Regions from separate parts of the Bos taurus genome. Here regions 2 and 3 are each linked to region 1. A link is a contact called in public Hi-C data. All regions are on one chromosome and are shown on one strand. The core of a region is the stretch at or near the end of the contact, and the rest is flanking DNA. Distances in the headings are between cores, read along the strand shown.

Region 1 (4,811 bases), core at 1,075-3,574:
CCACAAACTATTCACAATACTCACTCATTGTGTTGGCTGTTTATCTATAACCACTGAAAGAAAAGATCTTTTTAGGGTGACAAATAAGATGCCCACTTTTTAACAGTGACAAATGTGCCATGACAGACCTTACAAAAGGACAAATCGCTTTGCTCCCTGCAGTGAAGGGGGAAGTTAATCTAAGGACAGACTGCCTTTAAATAACCATCAGCAAGCTATAAGCTGTCACAAGCAATTACCGCCGTCAAATACTTGTCAACATGCACATTATGACATTCACGTTAAAAGACAGCAGAGCATAGATTTTTAGGTTAATCTTAAAAAAATGTTTCAAACTAGATTCTCAATCCTATGTCTTAAGAAGGCTTAAAACAAAAAATCACAATATTGCTTCCGACCAGTGCTTTAAGATTGGTTTGCCACTAACACTAGGTTAATGGCAGGGTGACACGATGGATTCCAAAAACAAAGAGAGCAGTGTCTAAGGTCACAGAGGCCCTCCAACCAGGTTTCAGGGTGGACAGTGAGAGAACAGGGGCCGCACTGACCAGTCTGAAGCTTTACTTCCGCAGGGAAGAAGGTAAGTAGCATGCCAAGTGAGGACTTCCACCAAGCACCTGCGCAGCCAACATTTTCTGTCTGTAACTGTTTACCATTTTAAAGGAGCCAAGCAGAAGCCACAGCCCCACATACCCCATCGTTCTCTGCAGGTCAGTGTCGTTACCTAAAAAGTTAAATGCTCATGTACAAACTTAGGCTTTAACAGTACATGAACAGAGAACTTTCAGATGTACAAGCTGGGTTTCAAAGAGGCAGAGGAACCAAAGATCAAATTGCCAACATCTGCTGGATCATGAAGAAAGCAATGGAATAACAGAAAAACATCTATTTCTTCTTCATTGACTGGCTATTAAAGCCTTTGACTGTGTGGATGAAAATAAACTGTGGAAAATTCTTAAAGAGATGGGAGTACCGAACCACTTTACCTATCTCCTGAGAAACCCATATTTGGGTCAAGAAGCAACCGTTAGAACTGGACATGGAACAACTGACTGGTTCAAAATTGGGAAACAAGTACAAGAGGGCTGTATATGGTCACCCTGTCTATTTAATTTACATGCAGAGTCTATCATGCGATATGCCAGGCTAGATGAGTCACAAGCCAGAATCAGGATTGCCAGGACAAATATCAACAATCTTAGATATGCAGATGATACCATTCTAATAGCAGAAAATGGACAGGAACTCAAGAGCCTCTTGATGAAAGTGCAAGAGGAGAGTGAAAAATTTGACTTAAAACTCAACATTTAAAAAAACTAAGATTATGGCATCCAGTTCTACCATTTCATGGCAAATAGAAGGGGGAAAGTGGAAGCAGGGACAGATTTTGTTTTCTTGGGCTCCAAAATTGCTGCGGATGGTGACTACAGCCATGAACTTCAGAGACACTTGCTCCTTGGAAGGAAAGCTATGACAAACCTAGACAGCACTTTGACAACAAAGGTCCAGATGGTCAAAGCAATGGTTTTTCCAGTAGTTGTGTATAGATGTGAGAGTTGAACAATAAAGAAGGCTGAGTGCCAAAGAACTGATGCTTTCAAGTTGTGGTGCTGGAGAAGACTCTTGTGAGTCCCTTGGACAGCAAGGAGCTCCAACCAGTCAATCCTAAAAGAAATCAACCCTGAATGTTCACAGGAAGGACTATTGCTGAAGCTGCAATACTTTGGCCATCTGATGGTAAGAGCCAACACACTGGAAAAGACCTTGATGCTGGGAAAGATTGAACGCAGGAGGAGAAGGGTGCAACAGAGGACGAGATGGTTGGATAGCATCACCAACTCAGTGAACATGAGTTTGAGCAAACTCCCAGAGATAGTGAAGGACAGGGAAGGCTGGTGTGCTACAGTCCATGGGGTTGCAAAGAGTTGGACACGACTTAGTAAGTGAGCAACTTAGCACAAGTTTCAAAGTCATACAGCCCAAGGTCCCATCCCTGTCCTATCTTCACCAACCACGTGATGCTGGCCAAATTACTTTATAAGTTCCCTCAGCTGTAAAATGGACATACTGATACCACCCTCCTTGTAAGGTTGTGGAGAGAATTATATGATAGAAGGTACTGGAATTGCTTAGTGCAGGGCCTGTCTCAGCAAGAATACTCAATAAATGACAGGTGCTCTTGTCAGTATCATCAGTATTTCCATAAATGGGGGCTCACCCATGAACTAGAGCAATAAAAGTAGTTAATCCACTTGCTCATTTAGCAAATATTTACTGACTATTCCCGCAAGTGCCAGGCACGGTGCCAGAGGTTAGAGATACAGCAGTGAGTAGCATGGGGCTCAAACTTCAACAACTCCAGTCTGATGGGGAGATGCGCACATAACTGATATGGTGGCCAAGTTTCCAGAGTAAAACAAAGCATAAACACAATAAAACAGTTCAAACGCCTCTTCATAATTTAGAATTTTATTTGTGACACTGGTCAAAAATGCACATATCAGATACCATATGATATCTGTTCCTTACACAGGAACTACACTAAGATTCAACCAAGCACTGCTTTTGCCAACACACCCACAGAAAGTAAATGTTCAACAGTGGGTTAAAGTTCAGCAGGAACTGGAGGAGCTGCCAGATGGATACACACCGAAATGAAGCTCGCCTCCCCCTTCAGAGATGAACAGAGTCCAGGGTGTGTGTCACCAGAAAACGTAGAATCACAAGACTAAAGACGCATGGACATCCAGCTGGCTGCACTTATTAACTGTGAGTATGAGTCATCAGGCAACTCTCTAGGCAAATGTAAGACTAAACGGGCTTATTGTTGACAATCCACCCAAAAGTACAACGGAAAGATGACGAACGAGCCAACTCTAGAAGAAAATGAGCAAGCATAACCGTGACCAGCTGAAAAGTCAATGCAATCATTTCTTTAAAGCCCAAAATGATACTCTTTGAAGAAATTCCTAATGGGGAATGGAGTTTGTTCAGCAAATCAATAGTTTATCACCTCTGATTTATTGGCCTCAAAGGGCTGAGTCAGATGCCACATTATGGCCAACATAAAAGTTCACATGAATTAACCAATGCAGGTCAAAAATCCCCTTATCTAGATCTAACTCAATTTACAATCAGCTGAGCACCAATAAGCAAAGGACAAAGATGAGAAATATTATGCATAAAGGAACATTGTTTCCTAAAAAAAGATTTTAAGGAAATATGGCTTTTTAATAAACATTCCTCTCAGCACACAGCTGGCATTAGAAATTAACTCACCAGATGGAGAGGGTTACCCGGCCAGTGCTTCTCAAATTTTCATGTTCCTATAAATCACCTGGGATTCTTGTTAAACTGCCAATTCCAATTCTAGGTACCCAAGATTCTGCATATGTAAACAAATTCCTAGATGCCATGGATGCTACTGGTCCACAAACTATACCTGGAGAGGCAGGGAGGGTTCAGCAGGGAACACTCCCCTTGCAGTGAGGCATCTGTTCAGGGTTACAGATGGCTCAGAGAGGAGAGAGGAAGCCAAGGACTCCACTACCTAGAAAAATGCACGTGTGTACCTGCAGGCAGGGCACGCTGTTTTTGTTGTTGTTCAGTCACTAAGTCGTGTCCAGCTCTTTGCAACCCATGGACTGCAGCACACCAGGCTTGCAGGTGGATTCTCCACCATCTGAGCCACCATGGCAACCAGGGGCACATACACAACAAATATCAGAATTCTCCCATAGGCCACTGAAGAGCCTCCCCACCTCTGTAAGATGGTCCATGGAACCCAAGACAAGAACCTCTGCCTTTGGAGTCTGCCTGTTACTGTTGCCAATACCAGATAAGCCGGGCTTAGAAAATCCCATGGGCAGAGGAGCCTGGTAGGCTGCAGTCCATGGGGTCGCTGAGTCCGACATGACTGGGTGACTTTACTTTCACTTTTCACTTTCATGCACTGGAGAAGGAAATAGCAACCCACTCCAGCGTTCTTGCCTGAGAATCCCAGGGGCGGCGGAGCCTGGTGGGCTGCCGTCTATGGGGTCGCACAGAGTCGGACACGACTGACGCGACTTAGCAGCAGCAGCAGCAGCAGGGTAGAGGGATGCATCCCAGTGAGCTCTTTGGCCCATGTGTGAGCAGCTTGTGCTCTCTTCCCTCGGTCAAAGGTAACACAATTAAGATGCCATAAAGATAATGGATAGTAAGTAAGAAATAAAGATAGACTATCAGGAAACTCCATAAACTGCCTCCAAGATACAAGTGACTCACCTTCAGCCTGAGTTTGCCTCAAGGAGCCCTCCTTTCTGGCAATCTGTCTGTCCCAAGCAGAGCAGACACTACCTGAATCCCACCATCATATGGCACTGCCTTCCCAGATGATTTTGACTTCTGATCTAGACCCAGGAGCAGAACACTGTCCTCCCTACTTATTCTTGAAGTTTCAGTTTCCTCATCTGTAAAATGCCACTTCATAGCATGCTGGGGAAAAATAAAACAATGCATACAAATGTATTCGGAACACTGAAAGGGCTTTAAAAACGTTTCCGTATTATTATGGCCTTTGTGAACATGCAGAGATCAAGATCCATTCCCAAAGAAAGAGTCTTCTCTAACTGGAAGAGCTTAAATGCTATGCTGCATCTCCAGGGCAAAGGCCAGCTCCCACCATCCTTCCGCTGCATACATACACACAACCGTCAGAGAACCATGCTGGTGGCTACTGCTGCCACTCACAAACCCTGTGGTTGTCTTTTCTGCTTCTGTTTTTATTGTAGTAAAATACACTGTGACGGTCCTTTAACAACCACTGTGGC
Region 2 (4,897 bases), core at 2,166-4,665, 78 kb after region 1:
GCATCTGTTGAAAAGCATGAATGAAGAGCTACTCTGCAAGAGTTTGTAAGAAGAGCAGATCTGGGAATCAATGATGAAGCTCTAGAAAATACCAATGGTTCAGGCCTGGATAAAGGATACAGAAATGGAAAAGTCAGAGATGTGGAGGACTAGAAGGGTATGGTGTCATGGACATAAAGTGAGGTAGACATAGGACCCAAGTACACACTTTATCGAGTATTAGAAGGACTTCATGAATTATTTCTAAGTTGAAGGTGAAACATGTCTTGAGACACATCTAAATAAGAATGAGCATTTCTTGTCTTCTAGAGTTTTGTCACCTTGTAATCCAAGGGCTACTGGGCAGTAGTTGCATTTCCAATCCCCAAATTTAATTACCAAGTTTATGTTATTCTGTGCTTTTGCTTTAAATCACTTTGGATAATGTTTTTCTCCATTTATGATGATTAGTTTCTGTCCTTGGTGTTAACTCCCTCAGTTCTGTCCTTAGTGTTAACTCCTTCAGTCACTCAGTTGTGACCAACTCTTTGTGACCCCATGGACTGCAGCAGGCCAGGCCCTCCTTGTCCATCACCAACTCCCAGAGTTTACTCAAACTCATGTCCATTGAGTCGATGATGCCATCCAACCATCTCATCCTCTGTTGTCCCCTTCTCCTCCTGCCTTCAATCTTTCCCAGCATCACGGTCTTTTCAAATGAGTCAGTTCTTCACATCAAGTGGCCAAAGTATTGGAATTTCAGCTTCAGCATCAGTCCTTCCAATGAATATTCAGGACTGATTTCCTTTAGGATGGACTGGTTGGATCTCCTTGCAGTCCAAGGGACTCTCAAGAGTCTTCTCCAACACCACAGTTCAAAACCATCAATTCTTCTGCACTCAGCTTTCTTTATAGTCCAACTCTCACACCCATACATGACTACTGGAAAAACCATAGCTTTGACTAGACGGACCTTTGTAGGCAAAGTAATGTCTCTGCTTTTGAATATGCTATCTAGGTTGGTCAGAACTTTCCTTCCAAGGAGCAAGCGTCTTTTAATTTCATGGCTGCAATCACCATCTGCAGTGATTTGGGAGCCCAAAAAAATAAAGTCTGACACTGTTACCACTGTTTCCCCATCTAGTTCCCATGAAGTGATGGGACCAGATGCCATGATCTTCGTTTTCTGAATGTTGAGCTTTAAGCCAACTTTTTCACTCTCCTCATTCACTTTCATCAAGAGGCTCTTTAGTTCTTTTTCACTTTCTGCCATAAGGGTGATGTCATCTGCATACCTGAGGTTATTGATATTTCTCCCGGCAATCTTGATTCCAGCTTGTGCTTCTTCCAGCCCAGCATTTCTCATGATGTATTCTGCACAGAAGTTAAATAAGCAGGGTGACAATATACAGCCTTGATGTACTCCTTTCCCAATTTGGAACCAGTCTGTTGCTCCATGTCCAGTTCTAACAGTTGCTTCCTGACCTGCATACAGATTTCTCAAGAAGCAGGTCAGGCGGTCTGGTATTCCCATCTCTTTAAGAATTTTCTACAGTTTGTTGTGATCCGCACAGTCAAAGGCTTTGGCATAGCCAATAAAGCAGAAATAGATGTTTTTCTGGAACTCTTTTGCTTTTTCCATGATCCAGCGGATGTTGGCAATCTGATCTCTGGTTCCTCTGCCTTTTCTAAATCCAGCTTGAACACCTGGAAGTTCACAGTTCACATATTGCTGATGCCTAGCTTGGAGAATTTTAAGCATTACTTTACTAGCGTGTGAGATGAGTGCAATTGTGCAGTAGTTTGAGCATTCTTTGGCATTGCCTTTCTTTGAGATTGGAATGAAAACTGACCTTTTCCAGTCCTGTGGCTACTGCTGAGTTTTCCAAATGTGCTGGCATATTGAGTGCAGCACTTTCACAGCATCATCTTTTAGGATTTGAAATAGCTCAACTGGAATTCCATCACCTCCACCAGCTTTGTTTGTAGTGATGCTTCCTAAGAAATGCTCGACTTCACACTCCAGGATGTCTGGCTCTAGGTGAGTGATCACACCATCGTGATTATGTGGGTCATGAAGATCTTTTTTGTCTAACTCCCTAATGTTGATTTAAACCAGAGGATAAAATTCTGTCAGTATGAGAACAACTGAATATCTAAGACCTGCTGATAGCATTTAGTTAATAATATATTCATGAGCTGATGATAGATGGTAGCTTCCAATTCAATTTTATGTGAGTGTGTGGATTATTGGTTGTAGACGTCTGTCATCTGGTTTTTATTTTCATTTTATTCTGTTTTGCCTACCCAGCATCCATACTGAGTTATGATGATGGTATCTCAGTTTTTCTTAGGAAACCCACTTCTTCCTCATATCTAGTCCAAGTAATCTGGTTGGAGCTGACTGCACCAAACTTCAAGGAGAGGGAATGTGACCCAGAGTTGATCAATAAAACATTGCAATCCCTGGGTTCAAAGGATGGGCACATGACCAATCAAAAGCAATGAGATAGGATCCTTGGACTTGCTAGAGCAATTAGGCCAAATAAACTCTTTACTGAACTTAAAGCTGGATGGGTATATAGTAGGAGCTGATCATGGGGAGGGCCAATACAGAGAAAAGAGGAATTGAGAGGTGAAGAAAGACCAAAAGTTACTAAAGACATTATTGGTGGTGGTCCAATGGTTAAGAATTTACCTGCCAATGCAGGGAACATGGGTTTGATTCCTATTCCAGGAAGATTCCACATGCCATAGGGCAACTAGGCCCATGCACTGCAACTACTCCAGCCTGCACGCCTAGAGCCCATGCTCTGCAATAAGAGAAGCCACCGCCATGAAAAGCCTGCACACTACAGCAAAGAGTAGCCCTCGCTCACTCCAAGTATAGAAAGCCCTTGTGCAGCAACAGAGACCCGGTGCAGCCAAAAATAAATGATCTTTTAAAAACATCCAAGATGTTTGAAATCCTAGATCTGGGCATACCTAAGGCCATACTTATCAATTACGTGAATCAATAAATTCCCTTTTTAAACTCTGGCAACATTTTTTTAGCTTTCCCACCATTTGAAACCAAAAAGTCTACATCTCTCTTCTTTCTACTTCATCCCCTGAAAATGGAGTCAACTGTCTAAAGCCAAAGTTACTTCCTTTGGCAAGTCATCCTATGAACACAGCCCACACTGTGTTCAGCATTCTCAGATCAGCCTCTTGTCACCTTCTGTATCAGCCTCACTCCATTTCTACTTTGTGTCCTAAAGCTCTATTCATCACCTGAACTCATTGAACTCGGAAAGTCCTAAGATCCACTAGATTGGAGCCCTCACTGCTTCCCATGGATACTTCCTGTTTTTTGTATTCACCTACAGCAGGCTCTTTCTACTGTGGCAATTGTTTGTTTTAATAAGTAAAGGCAGGACTGGATGGAAGCCACTTCTGTCCCCAGGCTTGCAAAGGCCACTGGGCTCTGGCCACCACCCAACACCACCCGGTACACTGTGTTCAAGCTCAAATCTTCTTATCCCAAATGTTACACCTACTGCTTTTTCCTTCTCTCTCCAGATGACAAGTTTACCCTGATGTTATTCCCAACTCTGTCATCTCGATTGTTGTCGTGACGTCAAAGACCTTTGCCATTTTCCTTCAGGGATCTTAGGAATTTCTGGGAAATCTTACCTTAGTAGTCTAGAAGAATCTAGCTTCCAAACACTATTTCACAACTACCAAGATGACACTCTCTGTCCTCAAATAAGGTGGTTTGGTTTCCTTTTTTCCTTCCTCTAAACAGGCAAGGTATCTATTTGGAAACACCTGCCAGGAAAGGAAAACAATTTATTTCAGAATTATACAAGAGGATAAGAGTTTTTCCTTTGGCATTTTCTTGAAACACAGGGAATAACAGAGGGACCAATGCTTCTCTGAGAGCAGATGATAAGGTGATCTCCTTCTGCTTTAATTATCTTTCTCTCATTCAGTACATATGAATTCAGTAGGCTTCTATGTTCTTGTCAAGCCCCAGAGAACTGCACTGTAACCATTCGATACAAATTCAATGAACATTTACTGAGTATCCATTATGTGCCAGGCACTGTACTAGGTAAGGTGTATACAAAAGAGAACAGGACAGGCTTCATTTAACTCCTACTCTGCTGAAGGTCAAAAAGAGGCAGCAAATAAACATATGACATAAAGGAACAAAACATCAGACAGTGCTATCTGATGCCTATCAGACAGTGAGAAGTGCTATCAAGAAAATATAAAGGGCTAATATAAATAGTTAGGGAACTATTTCAGATAGAGTGATCAGAGAAGGCTGTTCTGAGGCAGTAATATCTGAGTTAAAACCTAAATGAAGTGAAGGTACAAATCACATGAAGACCTTGGAGAGGAGTATTCCAGACAGAAATTCAGCACATGCAAAGGCCCTGAGCCTGGAGCAAGCTTGCTACATTACAGCTGGGGTAGGTAAAATGTGGTCTGGGGATCAAATCTGCCCTGCCTTCTTTATTTGTACACTCCAAAAGCTAAGAATTGCTTTTACATTTTTAAATAGCTGGGAAAAAATGTTTCATGATGCATGAAAATTATATGAAATTCAAATTTTTGTGATCATAGATAAAAATTTTTGGAACACATATCAGTTGTTTAAATATTTCCCATGGCTGGTTTCATGTGTCATTGGCAAAGCCAAATAGTTGCAAAAGAGATTGTGTGACCGGTAAAACTTAAAATATTTACTATCTGGCTCTTAACAAAAAAGTTTACTGACCTCTATATTGTAGGAACAGGAAGAAATATCTTCCCAGGCTTGAAAGAACCTTGAATTTCTTTAATTATTTCTGACCCCTTTGACTGTAAATAACAGAAAACCTGTTTCCAGTTGATTTATGTGACGTTCAGGACTTTTCCCCTCAAGCGA
Region 3 (4,771 bases), core at 1,971-4,470, 82 kb before region 1:
TTTTAGCACACACCTGAGACAGTTCAAGAAAATTTTTAAGAGTTAAGTAAGAGGATATTCATGTAGCCAAGCACGGAGTTACACTAGCAAACTGCCCTGTCTCTCCAAAACATATACCCCCTCACCACGCAAATCTCCATGAACTAAATAAAAATGGTCACAGCTCCAAGGTCACAACACCGACTTTTCTTTCCAAGTTGCTGCTGCTGCTAAGTCACGTCAGTCGTGTCCGACTCTGTGTGACCCCATAGACGGCAGCCCACTAGGCTCCTCTGTCCCTGGGATTCTCCAGGCAAGAACACTAGAGTGGGTTGCCATTTCCTTCTCCAATGCATGAAAGTGAAAAGTGAAAGTGAAGTTGTTCAGTCGTGTCCAACTCTTAGCGACCCCATGGACTGTAGCCTACGAGGCTCCTCCATCCATGGGATTTCCCAGGCAAGAGTACTGGAGTGGGCTGCCATTATGCAAAAACAAACAAACAGGGGCAGATCAAAGAATTTACTTTTCTGAAACAAGGTAACCTCTGCACAAAATATATGAGAGACAATAAAATACTGCTTAAAAAAAAAAAAAAAAGACTAATGTCAAGTAGTGGTTGGATTTTTTTTTTTTTTTTTCCATTTCACATTAAGGAAGGATGACCAAAGAAAGGGTTTCAGATACTAACATTACAAATCAGTGATGTAAGGAGAAAGTCAAAAGGCAAGGTAAGGGCATACAGAATCAAAGTCAAGGGTGAGAGAAACAGGAAAACAGATCTCAGTTTGAAAGGAGGAAGCACAGTCTAGTGATTAGGGTGATCTTGACCAGCTGCATGTTCCTTGCCATGGGCAGGATGGACAGCACACAGTGTGAACTGCAGCTTGAGAAGGGACAAAGGCCATGTGGGCAGCAAGCATGGAAGGAGGCATCAGAAGGAAGCTCCTGGCTTCTGAGGTCCCTTGCAACCCTAGGATGTTCCCGCAAAGAGTAACCAGCACATATCCATAGTACCATGGAAACATTAAAACACTTTATTCAGGACACTAGTAAAGTCTCTTACCTCCTGAAGCTGAGACTCTTTCTTCTTGGAAGACAAATTCAAGTGTTTTTCTAAGATGCCACAATACTTCTCTGTCTCCTTGTCATACTTCTTTTTGGCCTCCTGGCAAAAAAAAAAAAGAGGAAAAGAGAAAGAAAAAAGAAAAATAAGATGTTCCAGGAATGAAAGCAACCCGGGTCAGACTCCTTCTGTTCATCTTCACGGGTTCATCATTCCCTTAGACCCAGAAATGTGGCAGACCACCCAGATCCTACTCTTCCAATAATGCCCATGAAACCAAACAACCACACATCAATATACTGACCGTTTTGGGGGTCTACCATAGAGGAGCCACTACAATACCACAAACGAGGCAATGCCAGTATTTCACAGTGGCAGAGTCAGGACTCCGCCTTCTAAAAGCTTCAGTTGTAAGATAGAAATCTCTAGTTTATAACTCACAAGGATGTTCAAAGCCAAAGGAAGAAGAAAAGTTATCTGTAAAGCTAATCCCTGAACAGGAAGGTCTACATACACCTTAAAGGGGACAAGTCTGAACTAATGGTAGATCAAGCGTTAACCATGTTCAAAAAGCACTGTTTAATTTGGAGACCTAAACATCCTTGATGCAATAATAACACATAGGGATCTTCAAGGTAAGGAATAATTCAAAACAAAGAAGATGTTATCTTTCCAGATGTGTTCACTGCAGCAGCATTTATAATAACAAAAAAAAGCAACAGTAACATTGCTGCCTAAGAATAGAATTTGGGATAATTAAAATATGAGGCACTCAATAAACATAACTTAGAAGGCTAGCTAGTCATATGGAGGGATGCTCACAATGTAATGAAAAGTAGTGACAGCATGATACAAACTTGTTGCATCCTACAAAGAATGTGTCTACCTGCACACAAACATTAGGTGGGAAGATACTTCAGTGAAAATACTTGAGATAGGAAATGGGATAATGAGTCATGTTTTCCTCCATTAGGGAGATGTCTATTATCCTATATGGTTGCTTTCAAAATAAAAAATATATATGTAAACATTGTATTACAAGTAATAATCCCTGCTCTCCCAAAGTCACTGAGTTTCTATTCCCTATTTTACAGATAAGAAAACTTAGATACAGGAGGTTAACTTCTGTAAAAAGTTCCAGAGAGTGACAGAGCTGGAGTCTGAGCCCAAAACAAGCTGCTTCTAAGCCCACACCTGGACTTACTGTCATAGGTGGTTTCTCTTCCCTCCACATTTCAGTGGGGATGGCTGGCCAGGGGGCTGGAGGAAGCTCCACCATGGCCTGATAAACAGGATCAAATGCACTAACTGGGTGCATCACTCCTGCTTTTGACTTTTGGGGATTCCACAGGAGATACTTTTCTGCAACTCCAAGGCTGAAAAGAGGAGAAAAAAATCTGTGGCCAGATAAGGAAGCTGAAACCCCTCTTCATTTAATGATGATGTAATGTCCAAACACTCTGTGTAAGGATCCTTCAGGCACTGGAAATATAAGGCAGAAACAGCCCCACCCTCATGGTGGGGGTGTTCAAGCAGAAGGAGAAACACAGTTAACCAGGAAACAAACAGCATTATTTCAGACTGCCGCAGGTCCGTGAGGAAACAGGGTGCAGTCCCAGAGATTCTTGCAGACAGTGTTCTGGGGAGGCCTCCCTGGGGAGGGGAAGTGTGATCAAAGATCTGCTCCTAGTGAGCAGGAGGGGACTGACAAATGCAGATGGCAGAACACCCAGAGCCTAAGCGTGACGGAGACACCAAGAAACCATCACCTGAAGCGCTGACAAGCACCCGTGGCATCAGAACACCATTTATCTGGTCAACACCAAGACTCTAAGCCTCACAAAATGGGCAGAATCATCATTTACCCATTTGAGCTGGCATGTATCCATTTCTACAAATCTGAATTTTGTTTGAAAGTCTTACATACATGAAAAAACATGTAGAAGCAAGTGGAGACAAAGCCAGAGGACACATTAATCCTTCAAACAAGGAAAGGTACAGGCAAGACACTTGACTCAATGCTTTTCCTTCACAGAAATCTAGTGACTTGGAGCTGCGGTTCCAACTCTACTTAATACTCACACCACCCTTTCACCAGCCTTGTCAGCAACCCCCAAAAGGGAACCCTGTGCCAGCACAGTCCAGCTGACCAGAGGTGAGAAGAGGCCTGGGAACATGAGTCATTGACATTCTGTGACTTTCTGGCAACTTGAGCCTCCACATTCCATGCTCAAGAGGACAGCCAGAGCTTAAGGGAACAGGAAGCAGTTCCTGTCCTGAGAAAACAGCAACAAGATCTCTGGGGGCATAACTCCACTTAGATTGAGATAATGTTCTTTAGACAGGAAGGTAGTAAGACTCAGCCACTCAGGTACCAAGGCGATATTCACTGACTTCCAGAGGGTACACAGTAGTTGGCAAAATGGATCCAAGACAGAGTTAGGGTTCTGGTAATGATTCCTAACTCCCTACAAACCACTGTCCCTCCAGGACTCAATTCCCTGATCTATAAATTCAGGATGACTAGACCAGATAATGCCTCCAGTTTTCCCTTTCAGCTCAGAGACTAACAAAAAAAGCCTTAAGAACACCCACCCCATAGTAGGACTGTCAGGACTAAATGAGATAAGCCATGTCCAGTGCTTGGCAGAGCACCTGGAAACTGCTCGATAGAATTCCGTGCTGCTGATGGTGGTGGCAGCCAGGGTAGCGGCAGTGATGATGAGGTCCGGCACCTAAACCTACCTCCTTCTATCAAAACACCACTCGCTTTCCACATCCCACATCCCAGGAAGGAAACCCTTCACAGCACCCACCACAATGTGCGAGATCATATGCTTATTTACACCATTCTGTACCGGGCCTTTCTCCCTGCATGCCACAGGCAAGGCAACTACATCTGCATTCATTCTCCACCAAACAGGAATGTGGAACACAGTGCCAGGCATGCAGCAGGCTTTCATTGTATCTTATGAATGAACTGTGTATATGCAACAGAACAGCTAATACCAAATGACCTTATGACAGCATTCTGAGCACTTCATAGGGGTTCACTGATTTCTTCCTCATAATAACTCTGTAAGGTGAGCACTATCATGATCCCCATTTCTCAGTTTAGGAAAAAGAAGGTCAGTAACCACCCCATGTTTATATGTGAACAGCACAAATGGGATTTGGACTCAAGCAGCCCCACTCTGAAGCCCCCTCTCTTACATCTATTGTAGCTTCACTAGAGAACACAGCTTTGGCTGTAAGAAAAATCATCTCCCCCAAACTCAGGTATCTAAAAGTAAGGCCAGGGCTAAGCCAAGCCCATAGGATCTTCCCTACCCCAAAGCAGCCATATCAGCACAAGATTGCTCCTCATTCATAGCCTTCACTCCCTGCCACCACCCCTAGCACTCTAACTTCTGCTTCTTCAAGTAGCAACAGGTTGTTATAGCAACTGAACTGGCACCAGAGTAGGGAGGAGGATGGGTAATTTTAGCATCACACGGGCAGAGTTTGGAAACTTCCACTTGGCCACTACAGAGAACTTGCTGGCTCTGAGGTATTCCTGAATTTGCTCCCTCAGTGGCCTAGTAGAGGGATTGTTGTTTCTTTGTGTTCTTGCAAATGTACATAATTCTGTGATATACAGGTACAGTGTGGAGGTGGGGATGAGGAACAGGTATATTGAAAAAAAAAAAAGAAAAAACAAAGGGGGAGGTATGGGAAATCATCCCCAGT

The links. A called contact is a pair of places that touch in the nucleus more often than the background predicts.
Region 2: a contact with region 1 is called in a Hi-C map of liver, with 1.8 times the contacts expected there. The contact joins two enhancer-like sites. A contact is called at or near these places in 2 of 11 Hi-C or Micro-C datasets (liver and skeletal muscle).
Region 3: a contact with region 1 is called in a Hi-C map of liver, with 1.7 times the contacts expected there. The contact joins two enhancer-like sites. A contact is called at or near these places in 2 of 11 Hi-C or Micro-C datasets (liver and skeletal muscle).

Annotation. Positions count from the first base shown.
Region 1 is chr7:53,864,289-53,869,099 of ARS-UCD2.0, reverse strand. All of the region lies in intron 1 of ARHGAP26 (Rho GTPase activating protein 26), which reads right to left. Among named protein-coding and RNA genes, the nearest start is that of ARHGAP26, 55 kb to the right of the region's middle. Within about 2 kb of position 2,324, at least 28 of the 102 cell types and tissues checked have an H3K27ac peak or open chromatin away from gene starts, as enhancers often do. A contact at or near this core is called in liver, where this site is marked.
Region 2 is chr7:53,786,974-53,791,870 of ARS-UCD2.0, reverse strand. No RefSeq gene overlaps it. Among named protein-coding and RNA genes, the nearest start is that of ARHGAP26, 22 kb to the left of the region's middle. Within about 2 kb of position 3,415, at least 2 of the 102 cell types and tissues checked have an H3K27ac peak or open chromatin away from gene starts, as enhancers often do. A contact at or near this core is called in liver, where this site is marked.
Region 3 is chr7:53,947,245-53,952,015 of ARS-UCD2.0, reverse strand. ARHGAP26 (Rho GTPase activating protein 26) reads right to left here. Exons shown (of 23, transcript NM_001205522.1): 5 at 1,043-1,144. Among named protein-coding and RNA genes, the nearest start is that of ARHGAP26, 140 kb to the right of the region's middle. Within about 2 kb of position 3,220, at least 26 of the 102 cell types and tissues checked have an H3K27ac peak or open chromatin away from gene starts, as enhancers often do. A contact at or near this core is called in liver, where this site is marked.